Regions from separate parts of the Mus musculus genome. Here all the other regions are linked to region 1. The links are chromatin contacts, called in public Hi-C and promoter capture Hi-C maps. All regions are on one chromosome and are shown on one strand. The core of a region is the stretch at or near the end of the contact, and the rest is flanking DNA. Distances in the headings are between cores, read along the strand shown.

What was found. Promoter capture Hi-C pulls out the DNA fragments that hold promoters and counts their contacts. A called contact is a pair of places that touch in the nucleus more often than the background predicts.
Region 2: a contact with region 1 is called in a Hi-C map of cerebral cortex, with 5 times the contacts expected there. The contact joins two enhancer-like sites. A contact is called at or near these places in 4 of 484 Hi-C or Micro-C datasets (the G1E-ER4 cell line, cerebellar granule neurons and cerebral cortex).
Region 3: a promoter capture Hi-C map of hippocampal neurons shows a contact between it and region 1, with 12 times the contacts expected there. The contact joins the promoter of Id2 here to the enhancer-like site in region 1. A contact is called at or near these places in 1 of 39 promoter capture datasets (hippocampal neurons), 15 of 484 Hi-C or Micro-C datasets (the G1E-ER4 cell line, the N1E-115 cell line, adipose-derived mesenchymal stem cells and 9 more) and 1 of 115 datasets of contacts at active chromatin or transcription factors (embryonic forebrain).

The regions. Positions count from the first base shown.
Region 1 is chr12:28,431,126-28,433,906 of GRCm38.p6, forward strand. No RefSeq gene overlaps it. Among named protein-coding and RNA genes, the nearest start is that of Gm25564, 82 kb to the left of the region's middle. Within about 2 kb of position 1,441, at least 68 of the 459 cell types and tissues checked have an H3K27ac peak or open chromatin away from gene starts, as enhancers often do. A contact at or near this core is called in cerebellum, cerebral cortex, cortical neurons and 4 more, where this site is marked.
Region 2 is chr12:25,033,129-25,035,909 of GRCm38.p6, forward strand. The region is part of intron 22 of Kidins220 (kinase D-interacting substrate 220); the gene reads left to right. Among named protein-coding and RNA genes, the nearest start is that of Gm36236, 59 kb to the left of the region's middle. Within about 2 kb of position 1,418, at least 70 of the 459 cell types and tissues checked have an H3K27ac peak or open chromatin away from gene starts, as enhancers often do. A contact at or near this core is called in cerebral cortex, where this site is marked.
Region 3 is chr12:25,094,635-25,097,415 of GRCm38.p6, forward strand. Id2 (inhibitor of DNA binding 2) reads right to left here and starts at 1,458. Exons shown (of 3, transcript NM_010496.3): 1 at 1,029-1,458; 2 at 677-740. The coding sequence starts at 1,376. The coding sequence ends at 684.

The DNA.
Region 1 (2,781 bases), core at 191-2,690:
GGAAGGAGGAGAAGGCAGAGCTGGGAGGAGATGAAGTTTGTAAGGACATGTGGGAGATGGTATCTAGAATGATTGGAGAGGGGAATGGGGGTATATATTGTTGCACAACATTGTTTAGTGTGTTAAATTGCCAAAGAATAAAGTTAAAATGTAAAACTCAAAGGACCTGGGCCTTTGGGAGATGGCTTGAGTAGGCAGGAACACTTGGTCTGCAAGCACGAAGACCTGAGTAGAAATCCCAACACCCAAGAAAACACTAGGCTTTGCTAAGTGCACCAGTAAAGCCAGCATTGTAGGATCCCAAGGATCCAAAAGAAGAGCTGTCAAGACAGCCTGAGCTTCTGATTCAGTGGGAGGCCCTGCCTTAATAAAAGGTGATAGCTATACAGAGAGACCCTGTCAGAAAGAAAGAAAGAAAGAAAGAAAGAAAGAAAGAAAGAAAGAAAGAAAGAAAGAAAGAAAGAAAGAAAGAAAGAAAGAAAGAAAGAAAGAGAGAGAGAGAGAGAGAGAGAGAAAGAGGGAGGGAGGGAGGGAGGGAGGGAGGGAGGGAGGGAGGGAGGGAGGGAGGGAGGGAGGGAGGGAGGGAAGAAAAGGAAAAGGTGAGAGAGGAAAACAGCCAACTGGTCTGGCATCCATATGTGCCTGCACACACATTCGCACATCCACATGCATGCAACACACACACAAACACACAGAATAGAGCTGAAGTGGCTAAACTCTCAAGCTCCTTCCAGCCTTTAGATTGTCCCTTTCTAGGTCCCAAGGCACTGCATGAAAGCCACAAAGAACAAGCACAAGCCTAGGCAGTCAGAGCAAGGCTCAGCCCAACCCATCTTTAAGACCCTTCATGCTACCTTAAGGTGCCCAAAGCACAAAGGGAAGAGCCGAGGGGAAAACGCGTATCCTGGGCCATTTGATCAGCTCAGACTTCAGTTGAAAGCTCTGAGGCATTAAGGAATTTCGATTGTGACTTAGAATTCCCCAGCAACTCTCCAAGAAGGATGGGGAAACTGTCTGGGTGTCCACATGGCATCTGGAAACCCCAGAAGTAACCAGCAGTTTGGGCGGCATTTACTATCAGGGTTTTCACTGCCGCTTCCAGGAGCCTCCCACAGCACCGACCACAGGTAGGGATCCTCCCCAGTGCCTACCGTCGCTTCCTATTACAGAGGTGTCTGAAACCGCGCTCTCCTGTGGACCAGCGTCCAACAGAATGTTCAGTTTCTAAGGCAGAGTGAAAATAAATCTGTTGGTGACAGTGAATGAAAATTTCTCTAGGCGAGATAAAAAAAAAAAAAGGAAATAATAAAAAAGAAAGAAAACACAAAAGCTCTGCATGTAGATTGCAGAAAGGAGAAAAATATTCTGAATTGTGAGACTTCTGGGTTTTCCCCTTCCCAGGAGGAAATGGGCTACTTAGGAGAAAGCTCCTCAGAATGGCAGCACCTGGACCACTTTCCAGCCGCTTTTGTCCTCACTAGGAAGGGGGCGGGGAGAAGATGCGTTCGTGGGGAAACATTGCCATCCAGTGGTCAACTTGTGCATTGCCCGATAAAAACAGGAAAGAAAAAAAAACGCTTGGTGACATTTTGTCAGTCAACTGATAAGTGCTGAGAATACTTGTCAGATGTCAGGCTGAGAATACTTGTCAGATGTCAGGCCAGATCATTGATACCACCCTTCAAACCTATAGGAATTCACACACACACACACACACACACACACACACACACACACACACACACACACACACACGGCACTCTAAAGGCTCCAAGGAGCGAACCAGCTGTGTGAATAAAAGAAGCAGAACTCAGAGCTGCTCTAGGACCCATTTGCCTGGCCATGTCCCAGAGACAACTGCTCCCAGTCACCCTGAAGGGTTGGTGCATGGTGATTCAGATGAGGCGGCTGCAAACAGCAGTTTCCACAGTACCCAGAAATGGGTTTTCCCAATTTCTGTTTGTGCCATGTAGCCTCCCACCGTCGTGAAGAATAAATATGCTTCCCTAGTTCCTTTATAGATAGACTTTGGGACAGAAGTCCAAATAGAGGGATGGATAGACTCACTGTTCCTCTTGGGTGATGACCTCAAGTCCTCAGCCAAGTCAATGGCCTTACGGAGGACGGGAGACCTACCTAGCTTATCTTTTCTTCCAGCTCGGCATGAGGGCTGAATGAGACATTGACTTTACTCTTTTTCACTTGGAGTAACTGACCTCTCAGACCAGCCTCCAGGTTTGGATTTCTCATCTCTTGTAAGTGATGGGTTTTTGCCTCCCTCCCCCAGCCCACTCTCCGCAGTTAGGACGGTACAGTTCCCCTTGATGATCTGGATGTAAATTCCCCCATCTACACCTACAAGGTATCATATGGTCAGAAGTCAATCTTTAAGATCATATCAACCACCAGACCCCCCAGAACTCCCAGGGACTAAGCCATCAACAAAGGAGTACACATGGCTCCAGCTGCATATGTAGCAGAGGATGGCCTTGTCATGCATCAATGGGAGGAGAGGTCTTGGTCCTATGAAGGCTCGATAGATGTCCCGTGTAGGACAATCAAGGGTGAGGAGCTCGGAATGGGTGGGTGGGTGGGTGGATGGAGTAACACCCTCATAGAAGCAGGGAGAGGGAGGATGTGATAGAAGGTTTCCAAGAAGGAGAGAAACCAGGAAAGGGGATAACATTTGAAATGTAAATAAAGAAAATATCCAATTTTTAAAAAAGGATCATTTGTTCTCGTGTAATTAGCCAGCAGCTTAATTTACAGTTTCTAAATTTT
Region 2 (2,781 bases), core at 168-2,667, 3.4 Mb before region 1:
TCTGTCCCATGATTTTTTGCACTCATGTGCACATATATCAACATTCAGGCATATACACCTATAATTTATGTCATTTAAAATTACTTTTAAAATGAGTTGTGTGGTATCTTTTGTTTCTGACTCTGGCATTACAGTGGGTGGCTTTTGTTGTTTTTTCCTTCATTGCTAGTGATTGAACCTAGGGCTTTGTGGGTGCTAAGCAAGCACCCTTTCATGAAGGTACATCCCCAGCACTGAGTGGGCCTTTCTGTCTGTATTATTGTGAGGGTCGTCTGGAAGTTAAGTTTGTCTCAAGTGTAATACAGTTCCAAGGCAGATGAGAGCTTATAAAGATGTTTGGATTGCCTAGCATTCGTGAAACCCTGGGCTTGATCATCAGTGAGTGAAAATTGGGAGGTGGAGTGGGGTGGGGGGGTAAATCTTAATTTTAATTCTTTATTGGATAATCACATTATTAGATGACCAACTTCAGAAAAAATATAATGTCCGTTTCATAAGTTATACATTATGGACCTTTAAGATATAAAATTTTCCATTTAATTTTGAGCCTTACTTTGAATAGAATTGACAGGAATGACTTATGTAAATTCTGCCAAGTAATTTATTTGTGTCTTCTATAATAAAGCACTGTCATTTATCATCAAAATGCTTTAACTTACATGGATGTTGGCATTAACAAGTGCTGTTCGATCAGTGGCATCAAAAGAAACTACACTCAAGCTTCCTGGGAGCTCAGTGATGCCTGTACTGTAAAAATGCTTTCTGTGGGCCATTTAACTGCTGGCAACTTTAGTTCACATGATTCCTAGTGCTGAAAATTTAAATTTGCTCTTAATTGAAAAGTGAAGTTATTTAAATTCTTTAAATGCTAACCTTTGGAAAAAATATCTGAAAAATAAAAGCCCATATGATTTTGATGGCCCACTGCCAAAAGATTATCATTTACATAAACGTCTCTTTTAACAGAAGGGCTTAATGCATTGAGCTCAAAAGGTTAGAATAGAGACTCCAATCTGGAGAGCAGCAGTAGACGTTTGGCTTGTGAACAGCCGCATTGTTCGCCACGCTGAGAACACTGTTCGCATTCAGGCTGAAAGCAACGCTGGCATTAGGATTCGGTTAATTTGTTTCATGTGACTTGTCAGCTGTGTGTTTTTATCTAAATCTTCCTAGCCTCTTCTTTTTGTGTGTTACACTTCTGAGAAATGAACTGCCTTTTTAACTGTTTCATTTCTAGTGTTTTTTCTACGTTTGCAAATGATACCATGTGATCGTTTTCCAGGTTTTCATTACTCATTAAATGTACTTAATAATCAGTGAGGATGCTGTTTTACTTTATTGAAAGCAATGGTATCTTAAAGAGCTTTGTGCTGTGTGCATGTTTGAGTCTGTAGCAGGAGTCTGTGAGACTCACACAGAACTGCTCGCCCTGTTTTCTCACGAGCACCCATTCTTTCCTTGTTTGCTAATTTTGTTCTCTGGATCTTCCCTCAGATGACTTTTAATATCTGGCTACCAGCCAAGTACTGGGTCTCAGCAATAAAGTGCTGATCCCAAAGAAAAGATGCAGCTGTTGCTAATCTTAGGGTTCCATCTCACTTGGGAAGAGCAGGCAAATGTTCTTTCCCCTAAAATGGAGCCCTAGTGCCACCCAGGAGCACAGGCTCTTGAGTAACTGGCCAGTGCTGTGAGGAGAGCTTCTAGAGATGCTGTTACCATAGGAAACGTGTGCGGAGGCTGTGCGGTCTCATGGCTGGCGTTTGCCTAGGTCTGCAGAGCTGTCCTCCCAGTCAGAGAGGTGGCCATGCCACCACTAGGCAGGTTTCCTCCAGGTTCATCGTGGTCCTGTTACTCTCCTCCTCACCTCCCCAAGTTCCCTGGGAACTGTGATCTGCTTCCTTCACACTGGCCAGATTCCTTACTTAATATAGCTGATTATGAGGTTTGCCCCTGTCAAGTTCAACACAGTCTACTCCCTTTTCCTGTTCAGTTGTATTCTGTGATATCAGCCTCCATCCACTCTGTACCCATCACTTAGTGGACACTGGCCCTTCTCCCAATTCTCCTGTCCACCTGTTTGAGCATCTCCGTTGTGGTTTTCATTGCTTTATCTCTGGAGCATTCGCTCACACATCTCAGATCAGCTTACTTACTCCCTGGTGGTTAGTAGGGAGAACCCAGAAGAACTGGAACATTCTGGCCATTTGTTTACTTTCAAGACAATTTCATATTGATCATTGTAACATTGTCTAGTAAGTGTTTTTAATGACTAAAATTCACTTATTTTTACATTTGAGAATTTCTGATTGATTCAAAATTATTTATGGTTTGAACTCATATAAATATGAGTTTATATATATACACACACACACATACATACATACATACACATACATACAATAAAAGAGTACAAATATATTACTATATTTGATTGACTAAATCTTATCCTTTCCAGGCTACCTTCTGTGTTTTATCATATCTATTATACAATAAGCATATATTAGTTTTACAATAGAAAATAGCCTTTTATAAAGGAAAAAAAACCTGTGCTGACACTTTTTTAGTTTGTGTGATTTATTTAAAAAGCTTTTTCCCTGGGGGAGGGGGGGGGAAGAGCCACGGTGTCACATTGAAAAATCCCAGGTTGGGCCCCCAATGGAGGAGCTAGAGAAAATACCCAAGGAGCTAAAGGGATCTGCAACCCCATAGGTGGAACAACATTATGAACTAACCAGTACCCCGGAGCTCTTGACTCTAGCTGCATATGTATCAAAAGATGGC
Region 3 (2,781 bases), core at 208-2,707, 3.3 Mb before region 1:
GGCGAGCCTGGCGCCGAGGAAGCCACAGTTTGAGCATTTAACCAAACCCTGGCGTCCAGATGCGGCACACATACCCGGCCCCAGCAGCACAAATTAAACATGAAAATAGCGGAGACTCCAGGGGAAAACTTCCCAAACCCAGTCTCCTATTTGGATCTCTAACAGCCCGCTCACAGGCGCCAGTCTGCTTCTTGTAACAATTATTTGATTGAAAACAGCCCTTTAGTTAACAGATATGGAAATCTGGATCCCAGAGCACAGGGGTAAGGCTCGGGGTAGCCGTCTTCAGCTAGCCAGAGAAATCTCAGAGGACTACAGTTTTGGGAAAAGAGAATCACTATGGAATTTGTGGCGATAAGATTAATTACAGCTGAGGTTACCACCTCAGTGTACCGCCACTGGGCTCATAAAAGTCAGCCACACTTGGTCCTGACACCTTCATAGTAAGTTACTGGCATTTCTTTTCTTTCTTTTTTTTCTTTCTTTTCTGTTTTTGTAAAGGCAACTGTTCTGTAGTCCTGAGCAACCACAGCTACAAGCCCCTTCATGCCTATGTGGTAAGTCAAGCGGCACCCGTAACACAGTGAAGTAAGCATGCATTTACCAAACCAAACATTTAACAGACACACAAGCACATTACCGAAACGCGCACACAGGAGGCACCCGCAACACTCACCATTTATTTAGCCACAGAGTACTTTGCTATCATTCGACATAAGCTCAGAAGGGAATTCAGATGCCTGGGGAGAAAGAGGATAAAAGGCAGGATATTAGGTAATCTTAAAGGAAGGTAGCCCCCCTCCTCCTTTCACAAAAGTGCCAACAAGTCCCATGAAACAGGATCATGCTACAGCGCAGATCCAGATGCAACCCACACAGAACTTATAAGTAGCGATTTCACATGACGCTCAATATACAGTTTCCTCAAAAATAAAGTTAATGAACCTGTCTCTACGATGGGCTTTAAGAGTGACAGCTCGGGAGACCCGGAGCGTCTGGGCAGTGGCGTACTTGCAAGCTAGTCTCACCTGCAAGGACAGGATGCTGATGTCCGTGTTCAGGGTGGTCAGCGGCGTCCTGGACGCCTGGTTCTGTCCAGGTCTCTGGTGATGCAGGCTGACGATAGTGGGATGCGAGTCCAGGGCGATCTGCAGGTCCAAGATGTAATCGATGACGTGCTGCAGGATTTCCATCTTGGTCACCTTCTTGTTCTGGGGGATGCTGGGCACCAGTTCCTTGAGCTTGGAGTAGCAGTCGTTCATGTTGTAGAGCAGACTCATCGGGTCGTCCACCGGGGTTTTGCTCCGGGAGATGCCCAAGCTGTGGTCCGACAGGCTGTTTTTCCTAACGGACCTCACCGGACTGAAGGCTTTCATGCTGCTCGTAGGAGGAAGACCGGGAGGGAGCCGCCACAGGGGGCTGAGCTGACTGCGCGGCACCAGGCTCGGTTCAGAATGAAGCGCGAGCCGGGCGGGGCGTCTTTTATGTGCACTCGCCCTGGCCGCTCAATCGGGCATCCCTGAATTGCCATTGGTGGAAGGGCTCCCGTCCATCATACCAGGCGAATTCTCCCATTGGTGAGTATGAGCTCTCGGTTCTTCCGCGTTCGCAGCCAATGCCTGTAGGGTGGGAGGAGCGGGCGAGAGCCCAGCTGGGGTGGCAAATTGAGTACAGTGTGCGCTGGGCGCCCAGGGGGCCTGAGTGTGCAATTGTGCCCGCCTTATTCCAATTCCCAGAGCTGGCAGGACCCCTGCCCCGGGGGTGTGCCCGGAGCTAGCTATACCCGCCCCCAGGACTTCCAGCAGCCCCACTCTCTCCGCACAGCAGACGGGAAGTCACAGGTCGCTAGCGTTAGGGAAGACAGCGACCGTGGCAGAAGGGAAAAGAAGCGCGCTTTTGGGAAGTCACATTTGTAGTGTTCCTTCTTTTAAGATAAAGGAAAGCTATTTGGGGAGGGGGGGGGAACCTACCCACATACACGTCCACGACAGGTTTAGCGTGAAGCTTTGCAACTTGGAGCAACGCGGGAGGCCTTCTCGGAAACTCAGTGACACGAATTGTAGGAACACTGTGCGGTCTCCCTCAGACCGCAGAGGAGCCCCGAGGGACCCGGTGCATTCGGAACTCCCCCCACCCCCAAGAATGAGGCAGGGTTACTATAATGACTCCATTAATCGAAGGTCATTAGTGGGGTTTGCACACTGGAACTACATTTACATACACTGCCCTTGGTCTGTGCCCTTCAGTGTAGGTGGCAAAGTGATGCGATTAATTATGCACAAATCGTGATTTCTGGTGTCACATTCCAACACTTAGAGCTCTTGGGAAGCTCTTTGTCAGGTAGGTGGTCCTAGCTATTGACTGACAGCTTATCGCTGTTTTTAAAAGAAAATTCTGTTACGTACGAGGTTTGGAATCTTTCAGCACCCTTCCTAGATGCAGCCACATTTTGAAAAAGTTTAGAGCTCTTGACTCCAATGCTTTAATTCTGAATTCTTGTTTTGCTGAAGACTACCATATATTAGTCGTGTATTAAAGGAAAAAAAATATTTATGTTAAGCCCAAGAAAGGGTTTTTGGTCTGAATCCCCCACATCCTCTGAATGCAATAAAGAGGAAGAATGCAGAATCCAGGCAAAGCTCTGTGTGGAGAAACAGTATTTTCCCTTCAATTAATGATTAATTCCTCAGCTGGTGGGCCAGGCGGTCTCTGACCTCCACGTGACAGCCATGTGCCCCAGGGCTTCTCTCTAAGGAGGCAGAGTCCGGTGATGTAGAGGCG